Regions from separate parts of the Mus musculus genome. Here region 2 is linked to region 1. The links are chromatin contacts, called in public ChIA-PET maps. All regions are on one chromosome and are shown on one strand. Each heading gives the region's core, a stretch centred on a gene start, on an enhancer-like site or on the middle of the called end of the contact. The rest is flanking DNA. Distances are from core to core; before and after follow the strand shown. Region 1 has its middle 200 kb from the start of Rps6ka3. Region 2 holds the start of Eif1ax (eukaryotic translation initiation factor 1A, X-linked).

Region 1 (2,618 bases), core at 72-2,571:
TCAGACCCAGGCCATCTACAAAAGTAGTAGTTAGTGTTCACCACTCACCAGGCCACCTCTCCAGTCCCAACACACTGTTTTTTTAAAAAAAAAATGGATTCAAGTTGTTCCATAATACTGACATGACATAATATAGACTTTCCTGGTAATAGTTGTAGACCTTCTGTTTGTAATTTTTAAAAACAATAAATGGCAATTGTAACCAGTATTCTTATATCTACTTCTGGAGATTTTGTACATGTGCATTTCTATATGATAGATGCCTGAAGATCTAATAGCTGTGTTATAGAGTATGGACATTTATAACTTCAATACATTCAGGCAAGTAACCTCAAAACAAGGGTACCTATTACATACTCTCAATCCCTGACAATGATAGGTATTTAACTGAAGTTTTTAATTCTGCCAGATTAATTAATGGGAGGAAATATCATCTTACCATTCTATTTCTTTCCTGTTATTATTACTTTTTGTTATTTTTCTTTGAACTATCCTCTAATATCACTTGTCAAGTAAAACATGTGTTCTTTATATTTTTACTAAATATTTGTGAGTTCATACATAGTCATCCTTTGTTATTTCTAAGGTGAAATTTCCAGATGTGCAATTGTTGGGTTCAAAGGGTTAAAACATGGAGGAAAGCTTTTGACATTTATTAGATGACTTTCAGGGGGATCTTTTCTAATCCTTCTTGAGATTTTTATAGTTGGTTGAGTGTCATCCTACCTCACTGATGATCTGAGCCTCATTCCTCTGCAGTTAAAAATCCTCTATGTAAAAAAGACCAAACTTTGAATTAGATACTAATATATTAGAAAACACTTGAGGCCCAGTGATGCTTAGTTACTATGCACAAATAATAACTTTTTCTTGAATGGAGAACAGCTAGTAGATGGTCCAGTAACCATAAGAGATAAGGGTATCTTTCATTCAATGACTATGCACTTTCCTTGTTGTCCTGCAGAAGGAGAATTCAGAGTCTGGTTAGTTACTATTTGTTGAGTACCTGTTAGGGTCCAGACATTGTTTTATGCTTTAGACTCTCTAAAGATGAGTCAGTTTCTGAATCTGGTAGGAAAGTTGAGGGCATCTGCCATTCCAGATTCTTGTTTTGGCAGTTTGAATTCTACTTTCTGAGGCTGTGGTATAGCAATTGTATCATTTAATCACTAAGTTTAGCTGGCCGCCTAGCCTGTCAACCCTGGTGCGGTTTTTATGTTCTCCACTTACATCGGGTGCAAAGCAGTTAAAAGATGTTTCTTTGTTAGACGTGGCTGTAAGTGAAAGAGAAAACATTGGTAAAAGTTGAAAAGCAGATAAGTTGTGGTGTGTGGACCTGAACAGGAAATAAGTTGCTCTTAAAAGGAACTATGATTTAGGAGATAGCCAGGAGCTTGCACAAACATTTTTGTCGTTTCAGAGTGTAGAAATCTGCAGAAGTCTCAGATCATACTTCAACAGTCTGCAGCACACAACCGGCATACGCTAGAAACATTTCATGAAACATTGATGAGACAGAGAAACCTGTGGGCAAATGATTTGTGATTAAAAATATAGGGAAAAAAGTATTCTTACCCTAAGTAACTAAAAGGTATACTTGGAGGTGGTTTTTTTCTTGGGCAGACTGGTGGTTTGTTCAGTTGAACTCTTTGAAGTAAATATGGGTACTCTGTACATGCAGAGCACAGAAATACTTCCTATCTACACTGTTAATAATTGGACGGACATACTTAATTTCAGTGTGATGCAACAACATGAGGCTTGAAGTCTGAGGGTTTTTTGTTGTTGTTGTTTTATTTTTGTTATTGTTCATTTTTCTGTGGCCATAGCTCTCTTTCTAATAATCCTTGGAAATGCACTTAACATCGGTGGATTTTCTTCTTTTTTTTTGAATATGTGCACATGTGTATGTTTGTGTTTGCAGATGCTTGTGTATATATGTGAACATATATGTGAAAGTCAAAAGGAAACCTAAAGTGGCATCCCTCAAGTGCTGTCTACCTTATTTTTGAGATACTGTCCCTTACTGGCCTGCAAATCAGCAAGTAAGCTGGACTTTCTGGCTAGAGGCTCTTAAGGATCCTCCTAGCTCTGCCTCCCAGTGCTGGGGTTGTAAGTATACATCACAATGCCTAGAGTTATCTATCTATCTATCTATCTATCTATCTATCTATCTATCTATCTATCTATCTATCTATCTATCTATTACTATTTAAAAAATATTCACTTTCCATCCTGCTCACTGCCCCTCCCAGTCTCCCCCTCACATAATCCTTCCCCCTATATCACTTCCCTTCTTCTCTGAGAGGGTGGGAGTCCCCTGGGTATCCTCTCACCCTGGCACTTCAATCTCTGCAAGGCTAGGCACTTCTCCCACTGAGGCCAGACAAAGCAGCCCAATTAGGGTAATAGGATCCACAGACAGGCAACAGTGCTTGAGATAGCCCCTACTTCAGTTGTTTGGGACCCACATGAAGGTCAAGCTGCACATCTGCTACATTTGTGCAGGGAGGCCTAGGTCCAGCCCGTGTGTGTTATTTGGTTGGTGGCTCAGGTTCTGAGAGACCCAAGAGTCAAGATTAGTTGACTCTGTTGGTCTTCCTGTGGAGTTCCTATCC
Region 2 (2,618 bases), core at 52-2,551, 320 kb before region 1:
TCTGTAGACCAGGCTGATTGACCTCAGCAATCCACCTGCCTCTGCCTTCCTAGTGCTGGGAGTAAAGGTGTGCGCCCCTCCCCCCACCCAAGTTCATCCTGTGTAATGTGTTCCTCTCCTGTGGGAAATAAAAGCTTTCCACTACTTTGTACTTTATATTTTTGAGAAATTACGAGGACAACGAATATAGCAAGCCTGTAATGCCAGCTACTCGGGAAGCTGAGGCGAGCGAATCCCAAGTTCAATGTTAGTTTAGGGTTCCGGGGCAGCCTGGAGACAGACAGAGCAAAGCAAAGCGGTAGAGTGCTGGTAAAGATAGATTTGATCCCATAAAAAAAAAAACACCACAAAATACTGTAAATATATAAAAATGAGAATGATCTTAGGAACGCTGCACTTCTGCTTAGAATTTGTAATCATTTTTTTATTTATCAAAATATATACACGATCAGAAGCAAACGTGGAAAAGTTGGCTCAATGTGGGTCAAGGGCTCTGTGGAAAAAGTTAAGCCCCGGTAAAACTATGGAGCAAAGTGATTCTCTAGGGATGAAATTTGCGAATGCATCAAAGTACTGGCCACTGGCTACACGGGTGCGGCCTCACCAGTACCAACTAAGTGTCCATAAAAAATCCTAGGGAGGAGGTGCCAGATGGGCACGAAAGCAAGCGAGGCATCACCCTTTTTCAAAGTTCAGATTGGCTCCCAGGGCTTAACTCCCCAGGTGTTGGGAGCCCAAGAAGTCCGAGGCAGGTGTTCCCATGAGTCCCCCGGGCGCCGCGGTCAATGTGGCGCGAATCGGGGGCACGAGCCCATATTCTCACACAGGAGGCCCTACAAAAAAAAATGGCGTCGGCTCCACCCCAATGTGGCCAAACTGGGAGCCAGGAGTAACTTCCCTGCGCTTCTGCCCAGCTCCAAGTAGGACGCAGAGAATGCAGCCCGAGGAGAGGCAAGAAAAGATGGCAGGAAGGTCACTGAGGCCTGGGCTGACCTCGAGGCCGAGAGCAGCGCCAGGGAGCCGGCGGGGAGCAGAGCCCCGGTCCCGGCGGCGGCGTCCTTACCTTTATTCTTGGGCATGGCCGCAAAGACTGGCTGGCAGCGTGTGGGACCGCACTCAGGCTGGCGGCAGGAACTGCGGTGACTCCGACGGGCAACGCCGAGAAGTGCGCGCCACGAAGACCGTGCGGGAGGTCGGGAAGCGTGCTCAGGAGAGGCTGGTCACCCGTGCTTGCGAGAGCCTCCCGTGCCCACGCTCGGCAGTGGCAAATGGCGTCGCGGCAGCGGGCGGGGCTTCTCCCCGCCCTCCTCCTCCTCCCCGCCCTCCTCCCCCCCCCCGCCCGCCCGCCCGCCCGCCCGCCCGCCCGCGGAGCCCAGCCTCCCGCGACTCTAAGGCGCAGGCGTGGCCAAGGGGCAGTCCTAGGGTGGGAGCCTAGGGAGAAGCCTGCCAGGGAGGCGTTCACTGCTGCCAGTGGGCACGCAGTAGGTGGAGTGGGGCCTCCGGCGTCCGGAAGGGGGCGGGAGGGGCCCGGGCGGGAGGGGCCCGGGCCCTGCGTCACAGTGGAGGCTTGGAGGAGAGGAGGGGAAATTGAGGTGGTGCAGGCTGCTGGCTTGGGCATCATCTCGGCTTCCTAGCCAAGTGAGCCCCAGGCTTGACAAGGTGCTGACTCACTAACCTCAGAGTTGAGTTTTAATGGGGCCCTTTCACCAGCCCAACCAAGCTGGAAATCTAAGGGGGAAGGAGAGAAGGCACTTCTGCCATCCTCTTCCAAACTTTAATAGAATATTTGCATGATACTTAAAAATAAATCTTGTCCCTAACTCACTGTAGCTAAGTCTGTTTATAATGCTCAACAGAATGCCTGCACATGGTAGGTTGCTCAGCAGACATAGGATAAAAGGAATGGAAGAAAGTCGATGTTAGGGTCCAAATCTCCCAATATTCATGCTGAAGTTCTAACCTGTATGTATATTACTCTGTTTGGATATAAGATCATTAAAGAGCCTATATTGAAATGAGATCCTTAAGACTTGATGCCAAGACTTGACGTTAGCATGGTAACATAGGCCTTTAATCCCAGTACTGTGGAGGCAGAGGAAAGTAAACTATGAGTTACAGGCCAGCCAAGGCTACAGAGTGAGACCCTAACTCAAAACCAAAACCAAAACAAAAGCAATTAGTACCTAGGCATAATGAGGCATAAAAAAGAACAACCAGTTCCTGAGCCCGTAATCATCTGCAAGCCATGAAGACCTCAGAAGAAGCCAGATTTGTCTCTACCTTGACTTTAGACTTGGAATCTTCAAAACTGAGCAAAATAGTAGGTGGGCCTGGTACTCATGCCTATAATCCTAGCACCTGTGAAACTGAGGCAAGAGGATTCCTGCAAATCTATGGGAAAGCTGGGCTACATAGTGAGTTCCAGGCTAGCCTGGGCTACATAGTAAGACCCTGACTACAAAACACACAACACAGTCAAGAGAACGTACATTTTTGATGTTTAAACAACTCGCTCTCCCATTCTTTATTCTGGTGGTTCCAGCAAAGGAATACTGCATAGATTCTCAGAACAACTAACTTCACTTCAAACTAGGTTTATTGGGGCCAGCAAGATGGCT

The links. ChIA-PET counts read pairs in DNA pulled down with a chosen protein or histone mark.
Region 2: a contact with region 1 is called in an RNA polymerase II ChIA-PET map of memory CD8 T cells, with 5 read pairs. The contact joins the promoter of Eif1ax here to the enhancer-like site in region 1. A contact is called at or near these places in 1 of 39 promoter capture datasets (pre-B cells), 1 of 15 datasets of contacts at CTCF or cohesin (CD8 T cells), 2 of 115 datasets of contacts at active chromatin or transcription factors (embryonic stem cells and memory CD8 T cells) and 2 of 9 other capture datasets (adipose tissue and macrophages).

Annotation. Positions count from the first base shown.
Region 1 is chrX:159,054,919-159,057,536 of GRCm38.p6, reverse strand. No RefSeq gene overlaps it. Among named protein-coding and RNA genes, the nearest start is that of Rps6ka3, 200 kb to the left of the region's middle. Within about 2 kb of position 1,321, at least 19 of the 459 cell types and tissues checked have an H3K27ac peak or open chromatin away from gene starts, as enhancers often do. A contact at or near this core is called in CD8 T cells and memory CD8 T cells, where this site is marked.
Region 2 is chrX:159,370,861-159,373,478 of GRCm38.p6, reverse strand. It overlaps Eif1ax (eukaryotic translation initiation factor 1A, X-linked), which reads right to left and starts at 1,301. Exons shown (of 7, transcript NM_025437.5): 1 at 1,064-1,301. The coding sequence starts at 1,079.